Linked DNA regions of Mus musculus: region 2 is linked to region 1. A link is a contact called in public HiChIP or PLAC-seq data. All regions are on one chromosome and are shown on one strand. Each heading gives the region's core, a stretch centred on a gene start, on an enhancer-like site or on the middle of the called end of the contact. The rest is flanking DNA. Distances are from core to core; before and after follow the strand shown. Region 1 has its middle 150 kb from the start of Mir6343. Region 2 has its middle 440 kb from the start of Mir6352.

The links. HiChIP or PLAC-seq counts read pairs in DNA pulled down with a chosen protein or histone mark.
Region 2: an H3K27ac HiChIP or PLAC-seq map of heart atrium shows a contact between it and region 1, with 6 times the contacts expected there. The contact joins two enhancer-like sites. A contact is called at or near these places in 4 of 484 Hi-C or Micro-C datasets (cerebellar granule neurons and cerebellum) and 1 of 115 datasets of contacts at active chromatin or transcription factors (heart atrium).

Annotation. Positions count from the first base shown.
Region 1 is chr1:76,655,518-76,661,703 of GRCm38.p6, forward strand. No RefSeq gene overlaps it. Among named protein-coding and RNA genes, the nearest start is that of Mir6343, 150 kb to the left of the region's middle. Within about 2 kb of position 2,879, at least 5 of the 459 cell types and tissues checked have an H3K27ac peak or open chromatin away from gene starts, as enhancers often do. A contact at or near this core is called in heart atrium, where this site is marked.
Region 2 is chr1:77,057,954-77,064,139 of GRCm38.p6, forward strand. No RefSeq gene overlaps it. Among named protein-coding and RNA genes, the nearest start is that of Mir6352, 440 kb to the right of the region's middle. Within about 2 kb of position 3,383, at least 4 of the 459 cell types and tissues checked have an H3K27ac peak or open chromatin away from gene starts, as enhancers often do. A contact at or near this core is called in heart atrium, where this site is marked.

The DNA.
Region 1 (6,186 bases), core at 1,629-4,128:
TGAAGAAAGTGTTTACTGGAATCAAACCTCATCGAGATCCATACTGCAGACATATGAACAGAAAATTTAAGTTTGCATCTTCAGTGTCACTGTCCTTACATCAACTACAAGATTCTATTTCAACTGCTTGTTGGTTGAGTTTCTCTTCTTTGGACAAACTCAAATGATAGAGCTTAAGGCAGCTGTGATTTGATAGTTCTTCACTTAATACTCTCATTAATTCCCCTTTTCTGCTTATATTTTTGCCTCTATCCTTAGTGATGTCGCGCATTTCATCCCTATCTGAACTGGCTCCCCAGACACTCTACTCGCTGTGCTAGAGGACTATATTGCCACTCAGTTTATTTTAAATCAATGTCCATGTGTCATGTATCTTAAGAGAATTTCCTGCCATTCTTTCCATGAACAGCATAGGAGAACCATTGAAAAATCATTTTAGAATCATTAATTCAAAGTAGCAATGAGTCAAAAAATGCCTTACATTCTTTATCTTTTTATCCCCTGATTTTTTTTCACAAACTCTTTTTAATGTCTTTATACTTTGGGTCTCATAGTAGATATTGGGAATATATAACATGAACTAACCAGTACCCCGGAGCTCTTGACTCTAGCTACATATGTATCAAAAGATGGCCTAGTCGGCCATCACTGCAAAGAGAGGCCCATTGGACACGCAAACTATATATGCCCCAGTACAGGGGAACGCCATGGCCAAAAAAAAAAAAAAAAAATGGGAATGGGTGGGTAGGGAAGTGGGAGGGAGGGTATGGGGGACTTTTGGGATAAAATTGGAAATGTAATTGAGGAAAATATGTAATAAAAAAATTAAAAAATAAAAAATTAAAAAAAAGAAGTCTTTCCAGAAAACAACTAATTTACTATTAATCTAGTAAGTAAATTTGCAGATGAAGTAATTTAATAAACAATGGTATTACTTTTGCATCATGAGGGGAGATGAAGAAGAAAAAGAGGCACTTGTTTTATCTGAGCTGATAAGAAAGAACTTCACAGAGGAGGTGCATTTGATCAAGTTCCTAAAGAGAAAGTATAAGTCAACCAAGACTAAGAAGAGAAGGTGGCAAGAAGAATGGGTGAGAAAAAGATAGTTTAGGTATAAAAGAGTGTGATGGTTCGTATATGTTGGGCCCAATGAGTTGTATTATTAGGAGGTGTGGCCTTGTTGGAATAGAGGTACTAGGGTAGGTGTGTCACTAAGGACGTGGACTTTAATACCCTAGTCCTAGCTGCCTGGAAGCCAGTTTTTCCTAGCAGCCTTCAAATGAAGATATAGAGCTTTCAGCTCCTCCAGCACCATGTCTATCTGGATAGTGTTATGCTGACTGGACCTCTGAACCTGTAAAGCAGCCCAGTTAAATGTCCTTATAAGAGTTGCCTTGGTCGTGGTGTATGTTCACAGCAGTAAAACCCTAACTAAGACAAAGAGCTATATAGGAATGTGGTAATACTGCAAATGCCAGAGAAGTACCTGGTAGAGAAGTATGAGGTCCGTAGCATCAACTTAAAATCCAAGTGAGGTAGGTTTATATAACCCCAGAACTGGGAGAAGGGAAAAAGATTTCCAAACTTCATTGGCCAGCCAGCTCAGCCAAACACTGAGCAACTCTGTCTCCATAATCAAGAATATTTCATGAGGACTGGCATAGCTACTTAATAAAGGTCATTGTAGAGGATTTCTTTATGTTGTTATAATAACAACGGTGCTCCCATTCTACTAGTCATACATGTCAATACAATTGAGCTATATTCTATGAAATCTCTAGAAGGATTTTCAATGCTGACAGGACATAACTAGACTTACTTTGTCAGGAACAAGAAGCCTGGGGAGATGGCTCAGCAGTTAAGAGTACTTGCTGCTTCTATGAAGGATTATGGTTTAGTTCTTAGCTCCCATATAACTGCTAACAATATTTAGTAATTCTAGTTTAAGGGGATATAATGCCATTTTCTGGACTTCACACACACACTGCATACGTATGGCACACATGAACATATGCAAGCAAAACACTCATGAGTAAAATAAAATAAAATAATTTTAATTGAAACAAGAATAGCGTAGTCCTATTTTAAATAAGACAAGACAAGCCCATACTAATGACATAAAGTTGAAACACTCCATATAATAAAATATGAGTAAATGCACAAAGAATAAGGAAGCCAGAGAACATCCTAATAGCAACATCAAGTGGACTTGGCCAATCACTAACTGAACATGGATAGGATTGTTTCTTATGCAGATTGTCACATTGTATGCTTCGAAAAGACGTCAAATCTGTGGAAAAACAAAGCTCAATCTGAGGGCGTGTTAAATAGTGAATGTCAATGAGGTCTGTAACCTAATTGTGCCAAAGACAGTTAATTTAAAGAATCTGTTCCTTGGTCAATGGGTGATAGATACATTGGAAGTCACCAGTACCAAATTAGCTCTGGTTACCAAGGAGACTTTGGGAAGAGGAGTGTTAGCATGGGGACTTTTGTGTACGTAGAAATTTAGCAAAGAGAGAAATTATCACCAGGGGAGGCCAAGAGGAAAACTTCAGAGAAATAGGAGAAGTAGAGAAGGGTGAGGGTTAGAGAAAATAACAGGACTATAAAATGTAACATTGCTAAATAAGTGCCCTATAGAAAGAAAGAAAAAAAAAAACACAGAAACAAACAGAAAGGCTTTCCCTTTGACAACTTTTGTAAAAGTACAAACAGGACCGACGCTGAAGTGCCACTGACTAGAAGTTGCTGTCCTTGCAGAAACATATACAAAAAAGGACACAGTCACCTCTGAGCTTGTATTTAACAGATGCAGAAGGGGTGTCGAGAGATGGAGTCAGCATGAAGGCCAAGCTAAGAAGTTTGAACTATATCTCAGCGGCAGCATCAAAGCCTTGCAAGTAGGGCAGAGATAATTTCAGGCTTTTGCTTCAGAGAGAACATTCTGACAGCTCTGAGGAGGAAACATGGACTGGGGCCAACATGACAAGGGAGATAAGCTGAGAGCTTTAGGACATTTCAGCCAGAGAGAGGGAGACCTTCCTGAGGCCATAGCAAGTGGGCAGTCAACCCATGACTACTTTCTGAGACTTGCTTTTCTGTCTGATAATGTGGGGCTTCTCCCTGGATCCTACAGCTCCTGATAGCAGCCTGCCCAAGAGAGATCAGAATAAGGTTGTTCATTGTAGCGATATTGATATTGTATGATTGCCCTTGGCATTCACTGAGTCAAGATTCTAGTCTGCACTTCACCATGGCCTCAGCTCTAGTCTTAAGGACAGATGATGGTATGAAAACCATTGCAGAGTCCTTAAGATACAATCAAATATATTCTTTATTTTTTTATTAGGTATTTTCCTCGTTTACATTTTCAATGCTATCCCAAAGGTCCCCCATACCCACCCCCCAACCCCCTACCCACCCACTCCCCCTTTTTGACCCTGGCGTTCCCCTGTACTGGGGCATATAAAGTTTGCAAGTCCAATGGGCCTCTCTTTCCAGTGATGGCCAACTAGGCCATCTTTTGATACATATGCAGCTAGAGTCAAGAGCTCCGGGGTATTGGTTAGTTCATATTGTTATTCCACCTATAGGGTTCCAGATCCCTTTAGCTCCTTGGGTACATTCTCTAGCTCCTCCATTGGGGGCCGTGTGACCCATCCAATAGCTGACTGTGATCATCCACTTCTGTGTTTGCTAGGCCCCGGCATAGTCTCACAAGAGGGAGCTATATCTGGGTCCTTTCAGCAAAATCTTGCTAGTGTATGCAATGGTGTCAGCATTTGGAAGCTGATTATGGGATGGATCCCTGCATATGGCAATCACTAGATGGTCCATCCTTTCGTCACAGCTCCAAATTTTGTCTCTGTAACTCCTTCCATGGGTGATTTGTCTTCTGTGCTTTAGGAACATCATTTGTGTGGCATAATTCCTATCAATTATCCTATACTCAAACCCCTACCTTATGATAGAGTCAAAGTCAGCATTTATTTGGAAAATAGTGGAATTCACCTAGGGGTATGTTCCCTGACCCCGGACAACATGTGGAGACATTTTGATTTTAACAATCGGTCAGGAAGAGGCACATTGTTGTTGGTATCTAGAGAGTGAAAGATACTGTTAAGAATTCTGCAGTGTATTAGGTTTCTCTGCACCAAAGCCAACCTGACAACAAAGGACTATCAGGGCTCAGAGGTTAATAGTGCCAACGGTAATCAAGTACCCCAAAACTGGGATATTATTTTTTGAGCAACAGCATCTTGGCATTCCTTTTCATAAAGATGTGTATTTGTGGTTATCTCCTTTCACGCATGTGTGCTTCCATTACCAAGTAAAATACAAAGTTGACTGTCGGTTGGTTATTTTATGCCAAAGTTTAGTTTTAAAACTTTTTCCAACTTGCCAGTACTTTTCTAGCCATGTTTTAACCCAGTGTTTTAAAGCCCATGGAGCTGAATGCCTCTCCCTTCGTTGCATCTTTAGACAATGAACTGATAAAGCCCAAAGTAAAATATCCAAGTAGTTATTTTTACCATATTGAGGGTAGAATTATTAGCATTTTGAGTGCCCAAAGTTTCCTGTGTCAAGCACAAGGCTGATATACTATAAATGATAACTACAGTGATGTCCTGTTATAGGAATGGGCCCTGAGAGAAGAATACACTGATCTCCGCATTTGTGTAGTGAGACTGAGGCACAGATATGAGATATTTATTGTCTTTCTAGGATAGCGCCTTCTCTGTCTCCTGTTTGCTAAGAAAATAGATCGTGTTTGTGCTACAGCCTTCTTTCCCAGGATATTTCTAGGAAAGAACAAATTCTGGCAGGATTCAATAGGCCTGTGCCTTTATAAGGCAGGAGACAATTCACACTTCCCACAGCTACTAAAAATGCACTGGGTTTATATTAGAAATATAATCTGTACCCTCAGTAAAGCTCCATTTTTGACTCATTCTGACTTTTTTTCTAGCAATTATTTATGTTGTTAAAAAATTTTTGAACAAAACCCTGCACTTACCATGAACATAACATATATCTGTAAGGCAATATTTACCATCAACAGTTCAAGTAAATGGTTAGATTTTAAAAAGATTTTTTGAAAGGGTTATGTATTAAACACTGGCATAATCTAATGGTCTAGAATTAGTGACAGGTCATCCAAGGGTCCTGGGATGAAGGCTAAGCTCTGTGTATTCATCTCTGGGTAGTGTCCTCCCAGAAACTTTCCCAGGCTGCATGCAAATGCCTTTTTACATGTCTTCTTGATATTGCTGTCTGCACACTCACATTCTGGTTTGTTTTGACCTTGTAGATAGGTTATCATGAGTTGTAGCAAATACTTCATTCAGTTCTGGTGAAAATGCTGTAATATAAATATGATTATAAGGACCATTTTCACTGTCCTAGTGTATACTTGGTAATTTAACCTCCAAAGAAGGGACCTGTGCCCATCTAGGCAACAGACTGGATGAAGAAGTTCTGTCAGCTCTGCTGTGTTTACCTTTACCACAGCATGTGCCACATTACATTCGAATTATCTCTTTAGGTGGCTGTCCCCTCCACTAAAATGAGGACATTGGTCCAAGTGGTCCAAAGACCTCAACATAAATCCAGATACACTAAATCTCATAGAAAAGATAGTGGCAAATAGTCTTGAAAGCACTGGTATAGGAGACAATTTCCTGAACAGAACACAAATGGCTCAGGTTCTAAGATCAACAATTGATAAATGGGACTTCATGAATGAAACTTAAAAGCTTCTGTAACAAAAGAGCGCTGTCAATACGACAAAATGGTGGCTTATTGGTTGGGAAAGGATCTTTACCAGCCCTACATCTGACAAAGGGCTAATATCGAAAATTTATAAAAATAATAAAAAAAAACACTCAAGGAGTTAGACACCAACAACACAAATAACACAATTAAAAATGGGGTACTAAGCTAAACAGAGAATTCTCAACAGGGGAATCTCGAATGGCCAAGAAGCACAACTCTAAAATTCTAGCTTACTTCACTTTGAGATCAAAAACTCAAGTGACAGCACCTACTGTTGAAGAGATGGAGTGAGAGGAACACTCCTCCATTGCTGATGGAGTACAAACTTGTACAACCACTTTGGAAATCAATTTGGCAGCTTCTCAGAAAACTTGGAATACTTCCACCTCAAGACCCAGCTATACCATT
Region 2 (6,186 bases), core at 2,133-4,632, 400 kb after region 1:
GCTCACAGTTTAAGTGTAAGGTCCACTGTGGTGATGAAGGTGTGACAGAAGGAGTGACCTCAACCTGGAGGATTACTCTGGAGCCCAGAACATTGCATTTCAGGACAGCAGCCACACACAAGCCAGCGAATACTGAAGCCTCCTCCAGTTTCAGCAGTGGCTCAGTTTCTCCTCCAAGAGCCTCTTGTTGTCAGGATGCAGAAAGGCTTAGTAGAACTGTCCCTTGGAGTGTCCTCACATACATGTCAGGCATGATACTTGAGGGCTTAATGTCTCCCCTTCTGGCTTTCAGCCTCACTTTGACCTTACCCTCCATGTTTTTCTATTTCTCCCTTTTGGACTAGAGATGCTTAGCATGTGCCTGTCTTAACACTACACAGTCCTTTCATACATCCAGAAATGAGGAACTTTCTTTCAGTTTTCCGACAGGGCTGGGAACCCATTTTGCATCTAGCTTACAGAAAACCACCAGAGGAGTTTTGAGCGGTGCTGGGACACCTAGAACTTCAGGTATTCTCGAGGACTGCATGAGTGCACTTTTCATTGTGAAATAAACAGGTGTCGCTGAAAGCCAGGTGTTGAATGGTCTAGGTTGAATGTTGTTGATTAGCCACTTAAAGACGAGATCCCTATTAGAAAATGATGAAATCTTTAAGAGGTGGAGCCTCATGGGCAGACTCTTGAAGTGTGTTGTCAATACTCAGCATGTCCTTCCATCTTTTTTATATTTTTGATATGAGATGACTCTTTGTTACTACCACACACATCCCGAATTTTCCATCTAGTACTTGCTGGCCCCAAGGCCCAAAGCACATGTCAATACAATCCTCAGCCAGAGTTACTAGAACTGTGAACCAAGAGAAGCTTTTCCTCTGTAAATGAACTGTCTTGGGCGTGTTGTTACAGTGAATGGAAGCTATCACCATCCAAGAACCAATAAAATCCACTTGGAATTCTTTGAAATCCCCAAGCAACTTGGAGAATATTTGTGCTCCTGGATGAAGATGAGCCTGTCTTAGATCCTTAGTATTGCTAGCCTTTTTTTTTGGGGGGGGGGGGGCGGGGGAGAGAAAAAATATTTTATAAATTTCCAATAAACTAAAAACATTCTAATACAAACCTGCTCAAAATTAGATCCCCAGATTGGATTGTTTAAAGGTAAAAACAGAAAGACCAAATGATTCTAATAGCCAAAGCAGTAAGAAAGGAGTTTGTGAAGGTGAACATGCTTCTCCTGCTGGCCAAAAGAACACCTTCCCTTTCTCTCTCCCCCTCCCCATCACACTCCCTCTCTCCTTCTCCCCTTTCCCTCTCCCCCTTCCCCATGCTCTCCCCCTTCCTCTCCCTCTCTCCTTTCCCCTCCCTCTGTCCCTTCCTCACCCTCTCCCCCTTTCCCTTCCTCTCCTCCTCCTTCCTCCTCCTCCTTTATCCTCTCCCTCCTCCTCTCTGTCTCCATCCTACCTCTAATTCTTCTCTCCCCCTCTCCTTTCTCTCTCCCTCTCTTCCTCACTCCCTGCCTCGCCCTTTCTGCCTTCTCTCTCTGTTCCCTGCTCTTTCTTTTCTTTACTCAGGCTCACCCACCAGACCCTATTTCCTGTCCTCAAGCAGAGCTTAGCTGAAAGCAAATAAACCCATAAATATTAACTAACAATGATGATGGACTGCTTCACTCCAGAGGAATTTGTAAGGAAAGAGAAGAGTGCATATGCACAGGTGTAACAAGGAAATGAAGCTATAAAGATGAACTGATCAACGCTGAGGTTGAGATTTAATCTTATGGTTTTGTTCATTGTTGGTTGTGTGTGTGCAATACCAATGTTGAATCTCAAAGAACTTACAGTGTACAGGAGTGAGGAAATACTGGCCATTTAGTCGGATAGTTTGGTTTGAGGTAGGATCTTCTTGTGTAACACCCACTGACTTGTAGTCCCCTTTGCCTTAAACTCAGCAACCATCCTTCTACATAGACATGTGCCACAATAGCAAGTTTCAAAAAAAAAAAAAAAGAAAGAAAGAAAGAAAGAAAGAAAGAAAAGAAAGAAAAATTAGTATAAAATGTTTATTTGGGAGATAGGAAGGGATTAGAGGCAAAGAAAGAAAGGGGACAGAGAAGAACAGAAAGCGAGGGGATAGAGAAAGAAGAGGCTGGGAACACACACACACACACACAGAGAGAGAGAGAGAGAGAGAGAGAGAGAGAGAGAGAGAGAGAGAGAGAGAGAGAGAGAGAGAGGATGGAGAGAGGATGGAGAGAGGACAGGGAGAAAGAGCTCACAAAATATTTTTATGTGCTAATAAAATATACACTTCAGTTCGGATCGCTACTGAGTTACCAAAGCATGGAGATAGCTTCTCTGAGGAGGGAATCGAGGTGCCAGAGAATGAGCAGGGAGTGGCCAGGCATTATTAATTGCTCATCTCCTATGTGGTATGTGGTATGCCTGCTCTACAGGTGTTGATGGTAAAGCTCAGAGCATAGCAGAGCAGGGCTTAGCCCAGGTAAACCAGCCAGTCATGACAGGCAGAACGGCATCCCTATCCTTTAGTCATAGCTCAGTCTTCCCCCTCCAAGATGGATCAGCGAGTGCACACTAATGGTGGGCCTCATTCTTCTTAGATGGAGCATGGATCATGTAACTGGAAAGATTCAGATCCAATCTGAACAGCATCACTATCATGCAAGAACTCAAACTTCTTCTTCCTTTGGGGGAGAATGGAAAAAGGTCATCCAAATCTTCAACCCCCCCCCCTGTAATTTATGGAAAAAAAAGTAGAACATTAGAAACACACTCCTGGTGAGTTTCTACTGGTACTCACTAGAAAAAGTACCAGTAATGATTTTATATTATTTTCAATTTTAAAAAAATCTTTAAATGTTAACCAAAAGAGGATCTGATTTCACCAAAGCTAGAAAGCAACTTGTCGACAACATTGTCCTTTTTAAATCCCCAAAAGTCCATTTATGGGGTCACGTAGTGAGTGTTTGCTTCCTATTATATTTGGTCACAGTAAGGGGACCTTGGGAATAGAAAGGTTAGCACTATAAAAGTTCTGTCATCAAATATGGCAAACCCTGGTGGAAGAGGCTGCAGTGAAAAGAGCAACTTGTTTTTGATGCAGTTCTGTGAGGGGACATGTTGGTCACCACATTCAGCCCTGAAAGCAAAGGAAAAAGCAGACCACCAGGCCAAAGAACTGGGCGATGATAGCCTTTGGATCGACTCTGTGATAGTCAACAGCCAGGTACCCAGACAGGCAAGTGGCTGCTGAGTTCCAAGAGAGAAATGACAGAGGTTGCCAGGAATTCAGGGAAGAGATAGGAAGGGACAGCACTGGAAGAGAAGCTGAAGCCAGAAACAAGTTGCAAAGCTTGATTCTTTTACAGCCATGGAGAGGTGCTGAACTATTTAGAGAAGATGCGCTACACGTCAGAATTGCTCTTTGGGTACACGACTGAAGATCTGGATGTGGATCAGGAAATGTTTACAGCAGGATTCGTATGACGAGAACATGTCCAAAGCAAAGGAACACACACACACGCACACAAACAAAAAGCTGAGTTCCACCATGTAAAATATGACCTCATTAACATACCCCTTGCTATGAAGAAAATTGGTGTTTCAACCCAGGTTGAACTAAAGTTTACCTTTGAATTGTTGCAAAATTGTTTAAGGGAAGTGTCGAATGGAGAGACTCTTTTATAGACAAGATTGCTATGCTTCTGCTTTTTAAAGAGAAGCTGCTTTTTTTCTTTCTTTCTGACTTCAGTGCAGTCCTGGGGTAACCATTTAAACATCAAAAATGTACTTGGATAATTACAAATATTGAATGTTAGTTATTCATTAAGGCAGACCTGGCATTTCACTGATCTTAAAATTATAAACCTGCAATGAAAAAAAAAAAAGCCTAACACATCAGTAATTTAGACCTGGCTTCTCTCCAAAGGTAGGGTTTACTTTACCGGCTTTAACTGATTTGCTCACAATGTTATCAGGCAATTTTGGAATTGTGTAGCCAAAATCTAAATGGCTTTTAATAGCCTCACAGAATTAATATGTCTTCTATAATGTGCACAATTTATTCCCTCATGCCAGTGCATTCTGGTTCACTGATTATTAGATTCTGGGATCATTTGTAGGAAAAATAGATGTATGAAAGATCTCTTGTAGATTTTCCCCTTTTTGTTTGATTTTGTTTATTTTCCTTGGGTCTCTTCTGTAGATAGTCATTCATTTCTCAAATATTGGGCACATTGTGTGCCAGATGTTGCAATGCATTGTGGGACCTGGGTGAAGAAGATTTAGTTCTTGTCTTCAAAGGATCCACCCTATGGTAAGGGATACTAGAAGAGAAATGAGATGTATTTAAAGGATGCAATAAATCCCGTGGCAGGAGCTTAACTCAGGTCTTGAGGAACATGGAAAAGCTAGCCCCAACCTGTGGACCTAGCTTCTCTGAGCATGGTTGTTTCTTTGAGAGCCTGATTAAAACCTATCACTGACAAAAGGCATTTTGGACAAAGAGGGAGACACAAACAAACAATATATGCTAGAGAAAGTTAATTAGCTAAGACTGAACAGCGGTGTTTTGTGTAGAAAATGGAAGAGGTGTGAACTGCCAACAGAAGTGAAGCATCTGACACAGGCTTTGCATTCCATGCTAAGTATCTTGGCAGCTGGGAAAGTGTCTGAACCAGAGTTCCAGGCCAGCCTCCAGCTTCCTAGGCAGAGGATGCCCTTTTTGTCTGTCCTCGTCATTCCCTGAAGGTGTTGGCATCCTGATCAAGTGACAGAGCAACAGTAGATTAGGAGAAATCAAGAGGCGAAGCCCAAAGATACAAGTTTCTGACCTGGATCTTGGCAGGGAGATCTTGAGAGGTAGTGGCCATGAAAAACTTAGGCCCAGGCAAGGTAGTACAGGCCTTTAACCCCAGGACTCTGACTTCAAGGTTGGCCTGGGACAAAACAAGTTCCAAGTTCAGGTGTGGTGGTACATACCTTTAATCTGGGCCACACCTTCTGCTAGAGACCTACATAAGGACATTGGAAGAAGGAAGATTCACTCTTCTTCCACTGCTTGCATCGACCTGGTGGAAAATCTGTTGGAACCTCCTTCTACAGAAGTCCAGTTGAAACAACTAGCCTCCTGGGACTGAGCAACTACTTCCCATGCACAAATGACCTTTGTTAGGTTATTGGACTACAGACTGGTGGCTGCCACAGTTCCAGCTCAAAGAACTCCAAAGCCTAGAGGGCCATTCAGTGCACCCCTGTGCACTGAGCATTTTTTCCATTGTGTTCCTCATTGAAGGCAAGACTTGCCCTCTGGAAGCTGTTATTTGCTCTTGAAGAAGCAGAAGAAGATGTCACTCACCAGGTTCATGAACTGTCCTAGCAAATGAATCTAATCCAAAGAGAGGAAGACAGTGTTAGGTCCCAGTGGCTGCACCTGTAGAGAGGGTTTAAAAGTTTCACACTCTTTACATGTTAAAAGTTCAATTTTGAAATCCTCCCTGGGTTCAGCATTTGAGCTACAAGTTGTGTCATCATAGGTTTGAGGACATTGGAGCTCCAGCCACAATGATTGAGGTGGTTTGCAACAACCGTCTAGGAAAGAAAGTCCGTATTAAGTGCAACATGGATGACACCATTGGCAGCTCAAACTGGCACCTGTTGGAATAAGATTGTTCTTAAAAAGTGGTACATAATTTTTAAGGACCACTTGTCTCTGGGAGACTATGAAATCTATGATGGGATGGACCTGAGCTTTATGACCAGTAGAGGGAATTTCTTCCTCCTCCTTGCCTCGCTCTGCCCTGCCTTCCTTTCCCACCCTCATCTGACACTGGTATAAATGGTCATTTTTAACAGTGAATAAAAACTTTGCTGCTATCAAAAAAAAAAGTTCAATCCCTTTAAAATATTCAATATCTTTTAAAATTCAAAGTCTTTTAAAAATTCAAAGCCTCTTAACTATGGGTTCCACTAAAATGTGTTCTTACTTCAAGAGGGAAAATTATCAGGGCACAGTCACAATCAAAAGCAAAATCAAACTCCAACTGTCCAATGTCTAGGATCCACTCACGATCTTCTAAGCTCCTCCAAGAGCTTGGGTCACTTCTCCAGCTCTGCCCTTTGTAGCACACACCTTGTCTTCTAGGCTCCAGCTGCCTGTACTCCACTGTTG